Regions from separate parts of the Zea mays genome. Here region 1 is linked to region 2. The links are chromatin contacts, called in public Hi-C maps. All regions are on one chromosome and are shown on one strand. Each heading gives the region's core, a stretch centred on a gene start, on an enhancer-like site or on the middle of the called end of the contact. The rest is flanking DNA. Distances are from core to core; before and after follow the strand shown.

Region 1 (6,198 bases), core at 864-3,363, 210 kb after region 2:
ATTTATTTCATTTGCATATTTATGTCTGCGAGTGATCTGTTCTAACTTGTGTAATATGTTTTCTCAGTGTGTGTAATATGTTTTGTATGTAATCTGTGTGTGTAATATATTTTGTGTTATAACTAGTATGTTATATCTGTTATAACTGGTCTGTAATCTGTTGTAACTGATCTGTTATGCATTGAGTTTTTGGGCGGGCCAGTGTGTGGCACGGCCCGTTTAGCACGGTAGGTTTTTAGGCCGGCCTGACACGATCCAGACATGGACGTGTCGTGCTTGGACACACGTCTGAGCACATGGGCCGGCACGGCCCGACCTGATCCATTAACGGGTCGTGCCTGGCCCGACACTATTTGGACCGGGCCGAATCGGGTTCGGGTCGTGCCATGCCGGGTGGCCCGTTTGGACATCTATACCTCCAACTAGTTTAGAAGAACATTACTGTTTGGCTCTCGATTCAGTTTCTTTTCTGCGCGTCGGGTGTAGAGATGGCAATGGGTAAATACCCACCGGGTATTACTACCCCATACCCATACACACGACACAAAAATAACCCCACCGGGTCACCCATATACACTGGCGGGTATGGATTTACCCCCATACCCATACCCATGTGGGTATGGGTCACCCATCGGGTCACCCGTACCCACAAAAATTAAACAACTATCAAAATATTATACTATACAAATGTCAAGTATATCCATATAAATACCATTACAAAATTTTCTAGCATCATTTAACCATCCATTCAACACACCAAAGATAATTGGATAAAGTAGTAACACTATGATAGTACTACATAGCACATTACATGTTCCATTACATGGTCATTAAATTGTTGTTAAATAGTAAAAAAGTTGGATGACTAAAGTCCAAGTTCATGCTTCGGATAAGTTTATATTGGGTATTTTATACCCACGGGTTAACGGGTATGGGTGAAGGCGGAACGTTCTAATACACGTTTACCCATTGGGTGAAGATTTTTGCCCAATAACAGACCCACGAGTAGAATATTTAGCCCGCATACATACCCTAATAGAGTAAATACCTATTGGGTATCGGGTCGCGGGTACCTATTGCCATCTCTAGTCGGGTGGACCTTGAGAGGAGCATCTCGGCACTATGAACGGTGGTCCTTTTCATTTCTTCAGAAGTTACCTTGCAGAGCCGCAGGCGGGGGCGTGGCGCGACCATTCCTAACTTTGTTGTTGCTGCTGCTGTAAGACCAACTCCAGCAGACTCCCTCTCCGTATCCCTAAAACGCACGACCAACAGTTTCCCTCTCCTCTCCGTATCCGTCTCCGTTTCCAGCAGACTCCGTATTTGCACTCCACATGCAGTCTATGACACCTGGGGCCCGCGAGCAGCCGCGCGCGCATGCAGAGAGCTGCGGAGAGGAGAGAGAAAGCGTGGAAAAGGGGAGTGCAGGTACAGGTCGTGCGTTTTAGGGAGACGGATGCGGAGACTGCTGGACTGATGAATAGTGTGCTTCGCTGCGCAAAATAGGGATACGGAGCCGCATGCGGAGAGCTGCTGGAGTTGGTCTAATCAGCCAATCAGGGCAGGGAGATCGTCAAATTTTCGCGCTTAGAGCTAGTATTTAGGAGTGCAAAACATCCGTATCAGACCAAATATTGATACATAACAAAGCTAGCATATAGAACCATAATTTTTTAATGATATTTGAACCACGCGCTTAAATTCACATTATACTCATGAAAGCATGAAACTGGTAAAGGAAAACTGATGATGATTTTTGTCTATCCTGGCTTACTATATCGTCACCAACAATAACCATGTGAGCCTGAACACGAGGGTACAAGCTAGGCATCTGAAAATCTGGGAGACGCAAGTGCTTATCTACAGAGTACAGCTGATTACTGGACAAACTAAAAAGCCTGGAGCAACTGCTCAAAGCTCAACCCATTGATTACGGAGGGACACGTGAACTGAACTCTCACTCCAGCCCATTAGGCCCATCAATCGAACTGCACCTAGGACTAGGAGAGTGCTTTGAGATTGCAGAAATGAGCCTGAGCCTTGAAGCGTTGTACTTGTAGGATGGAGGACGCCAGGACGGGTCGCGCGTGGGCCCGCTTATCCCTTTCCCTTCGCTTCGACAAAACCTCCAATACACACACACACCTCCGTTCCTCCCTCACGCCGGCGGCCTGTATCCCTCTCCCCATGGCTGCTGGACTGGGAGCGCGCCCCTCCGCCACCTTCGTGGCCGGAAGGTTCCGGCCTCTCGCTGCCCCTCTCCGCCCCGTCCGCTCCGGTACGGATACGCAACCCCCCCCCCCCCCCCCCCCCCTCACTCCTCTGCTCGCCATTCCATCGCTCTGCCCATGTCCTCTGCATCCGCGTGCCGATTCGCAATAACTAGCTTCGTTGCCGGCTCTCCTGTCGGTGTTCTTCCCACCGGTCGGACACATTCATACGGGGCCATGTGGCTAGGCTTCAGAGAACCGTGGCACGTTTCGCGGCGCATGCTTACTACGAGTTTAAGTGTTGTAGCATACTGAACGAAATGTTGGGTTTGTCCGTTTTTTTTTATGTGAAAGATTGGGGTAAATTGTCAGGAGATTCCACCAATTTATCTCGTTGCCACCTTTTTGCCCTTTGTGGCAGCAGTAGTTGAGTTTTGAGCGAACCGAAACTCGTCGGTCTATACAAAGGAGAGACTTGCTCGGGTTGGTTATGTTATATGCCAGATTGAAAATTAGCTTTATGCCGTGCTGCATAGGAACCAGATTCACGTGTCTTCGTGCCATTAAAAAGATTTTTGTTGCCACTTGTCATTAACACCCTACGTGGTTATTAGACACCTCTAGTAAGCCATACACTGATACACTCTCCATATCTGTTTCTGCGCATGCAAATATATAGTTTGCTTTCTCCTTGCTGTTTCAAGGTGCAATTATGGAACCATCCGGTGGCTTTGGATGAAGCTAGTTGTTTTTTCGTATGCAGGTTACAACTAAGGCCATTTTGCTACAACTGTGCCTAACTGATCCTCCTTGTTCGCATTGTTGCAGGCAAGTTCGTTGTGCCAAAGCGATGCTTCATTGTATCAAGCAGGCTTGCATGGGTGGAAGATGAGCTTATGGAGATACAAAAGTATGCTTTTCTGCTGCTCCTATGCTTGGTTTAAGCCCCCCCTTTTTGTACTGTAAAGTTCTTCCAACGTCAAACTTGTCAAAACTGATTTTCAAACCTGAACTATGAAAACCAGTACAAGACACCCTACAACTGTCAAAACTGGATAGCACACTACCTGAACTGGTGTAAAGTGGTTTCCAAGGGAGTTTTCTATTAATCTAGTTCAATCTTTAAAAAAATCATAACTAATTAAGTAATTATTAGTTTAAATTGGAAAATGAAATCAGAACTACCCCCCCCCCCCCCCCCCCCCCAAAATTGCTATCTACCCACTGGTGACCTGTTTATAGTTATTCAGTTATATCTATTCCTATTGTTTTATTGCTCAGTGGTGCTCATTATTTGTTTAAATCACTGTTGCGCGCCTATGTTGCCCTGATACGGGGATACAGATACACGATACGCCGATACCCCGATACGCCATTTTTCAAAAAATACTAATACGGCGATACGCAATATATATTATAAATTAAATTAAATGCTGAAATGTCTGAGATGGACCACAGCCGACCAGTTCAATTTAAGGGCATTAAAAGTTAATGTTCAACAACTTTGACTAAAGTAAACATCTACTTCCTCTTCCAGAATTTATCTGGACTCAAATCAATAAATCCAGCATGCCAAAAACATGTGTAACGATACGCTACACCAGCAGACTCGCAAATAATCACTAGTTCACCACACAAGTTCTAAGTTCTAATTCTAACAGACCAGAGACCATATAAGGTATCCCGTAGGTGTTAGAGAGGTGTCCTAGGAGTATCCGTCATTTTTTATTTATTTAAATTCACAGAAATTCCCGATACGTCCCGGATACGTATCCGGAAGTATCCGAGGAGTATCTGTATCCGATACGGTATCCGACACCGGTACGTGAGTTTTGTGAAGTATCCACGCATCATAGTTGCGCGCTATATCAAACCTAGATCGACGAAGGGAATCTACCAAACTATGAGTTCATAGAAAGATGTGGAAGATGATACCATCCTCCACTACATTTATAGATCCTATTTAGACATTGCATGGCTAGCACATTACTTTATGTTGATTGCCTGATTAGGTTATAGATTTCAAACAGGGCACTGCCTCAAACATCATGCAATTAACTAGTCATGTGATCAACATAGAGTAGAGCGCAAATTTATGAGTTCAATAAAATAACAAGTTTGACTACAAGCAATAAAACAATAGGAACATAAATAAATAAGTTCCAAATAACTCTAACTAGACCAGCACAAAGATAGATAACATTTTTTAAAAAAGATAGTTAAATAAAGTTTAAACATGATTTTTATGAATTTTTAAAGTTTAAACAAGACTTTTATTGTTTTTAGAAGAAAAAAACTGCCTTTGAAACCGCTTTACCGGTTCAGGATGATGTTTTGTCTGGTTTTGAGAGTTGCAGGGTGTTTGCTGTGCAAGTTGGAGGTTTAAAATGGACTTTACCTTTTTTCTATGGTCACAGGGATGAGAGCATACCCACCTGAATTTTCATTGATTGAGTGTGGCAAACCGCTCGGATTACAACATCAACACATACAACAACACCACAAGCATGGACAAACTTAGGAGGGCTCAGAAAGCTCCTTTAAGCTCTTGGCAGTTCTTTTGCATCTTGATATTTAGCAGTATCCAGAGTCCTTGGTCTAGACTCAAGATATTGGATCCTAGATTTCTTGTAATCTTTGGCTGTCTATTAGTTCAAACACACCTTGATTTGTGGCTTCTGATAGGTTTCAACTCTAACCTACCTCAACTTGTTGGGAACTAAAGGGCTTTGTTGTTGTTGTACTAGTTCATACACATCTTATGAGAATCTTGCAGTTTGTGGGTTATCTACATTGAACTAATATACCATGGTTCTCCACCATAAAAAAACAAACTAATACACCAAGACCAACTTTCGCCATGTGTCATATATAATAACTCTGCTAACAGACCAATACACTTCCACATTTGAAGGTCACAAGAGCAAAGTTCAGTAAAATCAAAGAAAAGGCCACCTTTGAGGCGTGGAAAGGTCTCCCCACAACTTCCTGTACCAGGGCACATTCCAAGACCATCTTATGTTGGTGCGAAAGGATTGCCTGAACTATGCAAGGGCCAATTACATGATGCTCAAGGAATTACTGGAATGAGAGCTGCTTGCAAACTTGCTGCCCGTGTTCTTGACTTCGCTGGGACTTTAGTTAAGGTAAGCATATTCATTTTCAGATGACTGGATTCATTCTGTTCTCTAACTCAATTCTTAGCTTTCTATAATATAATAATGCAGCACTTGTTTCAATCTTATCCTAGCCATCCATTACTACAAATGAAATTGACGCAGCAGTCCATAATATGATCATTGAGGCTGGTGCTTATCCTTCTCCACTTGGCTATCATGGATTTCCTAAGAGTATATGTACATCAGTAAATGAGTGTGTCTGTCATGGGGTACCTGATTCAACTCAGCTGCAGGTTATGGATAATGAAATTTGTCTCTCATCTCTATCCAGTGTAGTACCTAAGTGCCATGGTCTAACAAAGTCTTTCTGCTGCAGAATGGGGATATTATAAATATTGATGTAAATGTGTTCCTGAATGTAAGAAACCTCTTCTAAAATGTGTCACAGTCAAATTGGATGATGTTTCCCGTTTATAACTAGTTTGGTATGTTCCTCAACAGGGATACCATGGGGGTACCTCCAGAACATTTGCATGTGGACAAGTGGATGATTCTATCAAACATTTTCTCAATGTAAGCCATTATTGCTGTGTGATTCTTTCAGTAATCAAATAGGTGATTTGCATAATGCACATTTTGCTATGTTTATGTGCTATGTGTATGTCAGATTTTCACGAACATTTGTATTGTCAGTTCCAGTTTAAAGATCTCTGGAGCCAAATAGTCCAGAAGGGTTTTCTGTTTGTGTTATATCATTGGTTCTCTTTACTTTGTGTTTTTATTAACCAGAACATGTGTTATGGGCGGCAGATAGCTGCAAGGGTTTGAGGGTGATGGCTAGGGTTAGAGGGCGACGGCTAGGGTTAGGG
Region 2 (6,338 bases), core at 1,524-4,023:
CCTTCTTTCTGGGGCTGGGGGGTTTGTTCAAACTCGGCTTGTACGAATTATGATGGTTTCGTGAGTTATGAGAAATTTATAAACATCTGGCGCTTCTTGATGGTACATAGATATGCTCCTCTCTCTCAGCAGTAGTAGTACCACAGTGCTACTGCTGCTGCATGCTGTGCTCTCGTTACTCCATCACTTTTAGTGCATGGATGGATGGGTGTCTCACTTTTGGTGATGCGCGGCAGCTTTATCGTCTTCGCTCTCTTTTTCATGCGCGAGCGTGAGTGCATGATCTGACCTTTGAATTCTGTGCTCCTTGCTATCGCTGGTAGTTATCTCTCTCTCTCTCTCTCTCTCTCTCTCTCTCTCTCTAGCTATCCGTATAGCCATAGGAGTAGCAGTGCCTTTCTTTCTTAGTTACATGATCATAGGATTCCAGCGGTAGTGGCACTCGAGTTAGAGCTATCATGGTTGTGTGATGCAGAATCTTCTGTGCCCGCCGGCGGCCTTCAGCTCGTTTCATGTTAATTGCAGGCTCAAAAATATGGCTGCTGCGCGCTTGTTCCTCTACCTGCGTGTCTTGCAGCAACTTCGAGCTGCATTTTGGTTCTAGTGTAGTGTACGTAGCAGCCATTTTTAACACCCAATGCATGCTTGGCATGCAGTTTGATGCTGGCATGTCGTCGTTCCCTCCCCGGCCCGTTGGAAACGAACTACATGAAAAGTAACCCGGCCGAAACTAGTTGTGAAGAACAACCATGCCCTTTAATTTTCCGCTACATGATTGTATAGATAATGCTACGTTTTCCATTCATCGATCAATCCTCCGTTGAGCGAAGTGTTTGATGTAGATAGTTTAATTTGTGTGCTGATTCGTTCAGTTTGGAGCTGGAGTGGTATTAAATAGAAATCTTTTCTGTCAGAAATGCCTTTTGCTAGTTTCACTCGTCTCTTTGCGGGCAGTTGGCATGCGTGCAGATATCTGGAAGGATGGTGTGGACGAAGTTTGATTTCTCCTAATTCCGTCACTGCCATCTCCAACATAGCTCCTCCAGTTCTTAAATATTTGTTGTCTCTGCTAGTTCATCTTTGAATTAAAACACGGCAAATAAAAAAGAAAGGAGTTGTACTGTCTTAATTTTGGATACCTACACATGGAAATTGGAATCAGGTATCAACACATTCTTTCTGGTGTAGAGTAGAGTAGTTGGGTGTGCGGTGCGGTGCGGCCGAATGAATAATTGGAGCTCTGAATTTGATGCGTGACTCACTGGACACATGACACCGGCTAACATCCAGCCGTGTCAGGTTCAGGCTCAGGCCAGGCGTGGGTGGTACGGCCGCCGTGGCGAATACTGTTACCACGCCACGTACGGGGCACCGGCGCGGCCCGGGGTCTTGGAACTCATCACCGCGCGCGTGCACAGCATCCTCCTGTTTGGATGCTTCGGAAAGGAAAGCAGCTTAGAAGAAATTAACAGCAAATAAAACAGTAGTCGTAGCTAGATAAAAACAAGTTTGCCGCCGAAAACAAACACATAAAAAAACGAGAAAACAGGGTGGGAGCTAGGCACGAGAGTCATTTTGGGCACGCATGCATTACACACACACAGGCACACACAGCGGATGTTGGGTGGCCTTGCTGCCATGCCTAGTAGCTGAGGCCTGAGGAGTGAGGGACGCCACAGTGTGCCTCGTCAGTCACTGCCAAAACCCGGCCGGTTCTCTGCGCACCCACCACCAACACGAACACGATCGTGGGCCTGCCGCGGCTTTTTCATCGCCGCGAATGATGGGGGTGGAGGAGACGCGGCCCAACCGGGCCACCGCCTCAGAAGGTGGGTCGCAGTCGCAGCAGCTTCCGCCTGGGCCCCTGCATGCACCGTACCGGTCAGCATGCATGCGATGCGCGCCGCCGGCGCCCCCTCCCCTGCTCTCCTGCTAGACAGTCACTCTTGACTAGCGTCCCAAGACGCCCACGGCGAGTCGGCGACTGAACAAAACAAAGGCACAGCGCCAGCATCAATTACCGGGCGACGATGACACTGAAACTGACATGTCGTCCCAGGGCGGAGCCGACATGGCGACATGTCACACAATCCCCTCCGCCCGGCGCCTTACTCATCGGCCCCGCCCACTAGAAGCGGTCGCGCTCAGCTCAGGCAGTCAGGCCTCGTATTCCCCGGAGATTCTCGGGTCACTAGCGCCTCACCCATCCATCCACAGCCGCTGCTTCTGCTGCTGCCACCGCATGATCGACAGAGCATGGCCTCCCACTAGTGGTAGTGGATGTATATGAAGTAGTAGTACAGGTACAAGTGCCTCGTCAGTCAGCCCACGGATTTTGGTGCATTTGAAGGGTTAATGTTTGTCAGAAATTTTATCTTTTTTAGCTGATAGAGTAAGATAAATTTTACCATAAAATAAAATTTTATGTATAGATGAACTTAGCTGAGATGTATATTATTTTTTTCAGATATTTTCAAAAAAAAAAATAGTAGATTTACACATGATTTGTACCAAAAACGTATTTGCATTCGATATGCTCCCAATAAATATGGCCTAAATAGCAGTAGCGTGTAGTCGTGTATAACAGAACCATCAGACCAGTGCGGCAAACGATTTTGCATACATACACCAGACACCACAGTAGTCACCCTCAAACCATTCACTCAGGGTAAGCACTACGAACCTGCAGGCCGGCCACAGTAAGCAATCTCAAACATTATCCATCCTGTACTACTCCAAAAAAAAAAAAACCGATGCGGGCAGAGTCGCCTGACACAAACATTTTAGGATCGCGCGTCGGCCAGGAAGCAATCAACGGGGAAAGCGCAGGGGCGAAGCCTGACACAGGCAAACACCACGAAACTGAGAGTGGGTCGACCGTGGCGCGCGGACCTGGTGCTGCCGATACACGCCGGGGACATCGAGCGCCTCTGCAGTCGTACAAGCAGGCCAACCAAGCAGCTCTGCAGTCGAGACATGAAGCGAGCCGTCTCCGCTCTCTGGGCGCGCCGCGCCGTCCGCCAAGCCTACCTCTACACCCCCACCGCCGCCACCGCCACCTCGTCGTCGCCTGAGTTTGGGGCGTCCACATCAGAGGCGTGGGACGGGCGTTTCCGGCTCCACAAGCCGCGCGGGCAGCACCTGCTCACCAACCCGCGCGTCCTCGACGCCATCGCGCGCCACGCCGCCATCAGTCCAGGCGACGCCGTCCTCGAGGTCGGGCCCGGCACGGGCAACCTCACCGCGCGCCTCCTCGCGTCCCAGGCGGCGCGCGTCACCGCCGTCGAGATCGACCCGCGCATGGTCGAGGCCGTCACCGCGCGCGCCGCTGCTCTCGGCCTCGCGCACAAGTTCAAGGTCCGCCCGCCCGCCCGCCACTCGCTCGACAGAATGTCTAAAAGGAAAAGCTTGCTGACTGAGAACGACGGTTCCCCCTCCCTCGTGTTCGGCAGGTGATTGCGGGCGACGCCGTGGAGGTAGAGTTCCCGGAGTTCGACGTCTGCGTGGCCAACATCCCCTACGGCATCTCCTCGCCGCTGATCGCCAAGCTGCTGTTCGGCCCCTACCGGTTCCGGACGGCGACGCTGCTGCTCCAGAAGGAGTTCGCGCGGCGGCTCGTGGCCGCGCCGGGCGACGGGGAGTACAACCGGTTGGCGGCCAACGTGCGCCTGGTCGCCGACGTCAGGCTGCTCATGGACGTGAGCAAGAGGGACTTCGTGCCCATGCCCCGGGTGGACTCGTCCCTCGTCGAGATCCGGCCGCGGGGCACCGTGCCAGGGGTCGACGTCAGCGAGTGGCTGGCGTTCACGCGCGTGTGTTTCGGGCAGAAGAACAAGACCCTCGCCGCCATCTTCAAGCAGAAGAGGATGGTCGTTGAGCTGTTGCGCCGGTCGCTGAGAACGGAGAGATGTGCCGGTGGTGTCAGCCTAGGTCCGCTTGAGGTCGACGACAGTGGAGAAGATGACTGTGGGGGAAACGACGATGGCAGCAACAGAGTGGTTGGTTTCAGCGAGGAAGAGGTCGCGGCGTTCAAGGAGAAGGTTGCTGGAGCGTTGGACACCGCCGAGCTCGCCGGCAAGAGGCCATCGAAGGTGTCCAACGACGAGCTGAAACGATTGCTCCGGCTGTTCAACGATCGCGGGGTGCGGTTCCAGTAGAGGTAGCGCACGGTGAGGTTTGTGTCGCCAAGGTCGCACCACGCCTGATGCAATGGCAGGTTCCCAGCACGCTGGAAGTCATTGTAGACGTAAGCGCTACTTGCCTGTCTTGTTCTGAGTTAATGGCGTCAGCCTTATCCATACCATGTTCAATAGTATGTCCAATCTTCCATTCTGCTGAGTTAATGTTGAACTCGAGGGCACGCATTTTGCTGAGTTAAAACAGTGAGGTTTGATGATATCTGAAAGACTGAAAGTTGCCCACGTCTCCTCCCCAATATAATTGACACTTTTGACTTCTAGATATTATATTTAACCATTTGTCTTATTTATTTTTTACACAAATAATAATATAAACAAGTTATTATTAAAGTATCTCTAAAAATAAAACAAGTTATAACAAAATAAATAATATTTATATAATTTTTTTGAATAAACAGTTAAATAAAATGTTTAAAGATAAAGAACAGAATGTATTTTGGAAAAAAAAACAGGGAGTAGCTTTTGCTGGGAGACACTGACCTTGCCATATCAGTTGACATGGACTGTTCCTAACATATGGACGTGTTTACCATTATTCCCTACTCTGGAATTGGCAGTTCCAGTTATATGAATACATGATCCACAGTAGGTTTGTATCAGTTTCGAGGAGAGTCAAAACACAAAAGAAGTAGTTTTTACACAACTAACTTTATGTAAAAGTATCTAAGGGGTGTTAGCTGCTAAAATTAATTGAAGACATCCAAACGGTCTACCTAATAGTTCAGCTATTAGTTACTTTTAGCAAATTAGCTAATAGTTAGCTTGCTATTTATTAACTAGCTAATTTTACTAATAATTTTTAGCCAACTAACTATCTATTAGATCTAGTGCATTTAAACACCCTCTAAATAAAACTACAAGCACGGCGAGACTACAAAGTTCAAATTCAGCATTTGTCGCCATGTCTAGAGCAGCAGACTCATCTAGAGCATCAAAACGAAGAGAAGTGGTGCAAAGCTGAAGTTTTTCTGTCCTCAGTAAATCCGAGAGGAACACTGAGAACCTGATATGCAGAAAACATACTCCCTTATAAATATTGGTGTGTGTGTTTTTCCAGCTGCTCCGATGCCATCAACTGTGGTAGTACATGCTTCCCTAATCTCTACTACTTATTAAGGCTCTAAGGGTAGCCTGCCGTTCTGCCTTCGCTCAATCTGGATCGTCCATCTCTGTTGTTCAATCTGGATCGTCCATCCGTATCCTGTTGTTCAATCTGGATCGTCCCAGATCGTCCATCCGCGCGCACAAAAATTTTTATACATGTTTACAATATACCACTAATTGATTACAAGAGCTAATTGCTTTCTCTATAGCAGCCACGTTTATAAGTTGCTACTGCACGCTTTTGCTAGGCGATATGGTACCATTTATTTGCGCCGCGGTAGAGAACATATAATTTATTTGACTAGCTTGTATGAGGCCCATCTATCCATTCAATCGTAAACGGCCCATCTAGGAAAAACCCTAGAGATGCCCGCGCCCGCAGCCTCTCCGTCGGTCGCGCGGCAGCTCTCGCGCGGCGGCTCCTCACCCGCCGTCGGTCACTCCTCACCCGCCGTCGGTCGCTCCTCATCCCGCAGGCAGTCGCGCACCTCCTCTCCTCTACCACTGTCGCCCCCTCCTCGCCGCCATTACTGCTCGCCGCGTCCTTGCTGTGCGAGCTCCTCACTCCTCATCCCGCAGCCACTTCGCTTATTTCCATCCGGCTTCTCGGCGGAGAAGAGGAGGGGGATGGCGCACCGGTTGCTGTGGGACGTGCAGGCGAACGGGTGGGAGCGATTGAACTTCCCCATCATCTGTGAGTCATGCCTCGGCGACAACCCCTACGTCCGTATGTAACACATCAAACCCTAGCCCTTCCTGAATGATTTGTCTGGTTCTCTTTGGCGTATGTTATGTGATTGAAGGCGTGCTGGTTCTCTTGATTTGGTTTTCGTCTATGATTTCTTATGCTCGACAGGAACCGAGTCTAGGTTTTGCTTCTATTCAGTTGTTTAGATGTCGAATTATGTGCATGTTTTTTTAATATATTGCCTTTTTGTGAAATTATCTCTTATAGATGTGCTATTGAACTTGGGATTAAATTGTTGAGGAAGTCTGATGCTTGCTTCAGGATTATGCGTTCTTGGTCTTTTGCGG

The links. Hi-C and Micro-C count contacts between places; a contact is called where the count stands out from the background.
Region 1: a Hi-C map of leaf shows a contact between it and region 2, with 8 times the contacts expected there. The contact joins the promoter of LOC100274215 here to the promoter of LOC100192593 in region 2. A contact is called at or near these places in 7 of 25 Hi-C or Micro-C datasets (bundle sheath, ear, endosperm and 3 more).

Annotation. Positions count from the first base shown.
Region 1 is chr2:209,278,154-209,284,351 of Zm-B73-REFERENCE-NAM-5.0, forward strand. LOC100274215 reads left to right here and starts at 2,114. Exons shown (of 11, transcript NM_001365842.1): 1 at 2,114-2,278; 2 at 3,039-3,120; 3 at 5,125-5,356; 4 at 5,461-5,622; 5 at 5,706-5,747; 6 at 5,831-5,902. The coding sequence starts at 2,188.
Region 2 is chr2:209,068,280-209,074,617 of Zm-B73-REFERENCE-NAM-5.0, forward strand. It overlaps LOC100192593, which reads left to right and starts at 2,774. Exons shown (of 2, transcript NM_001350133.1): 1 at 2,774-3,357; 2 at 3,453-4,376. The coding sequence starts at 2,977. The coding sequence ends at 4,157. It also overlaps the pseudogene LOC103649248.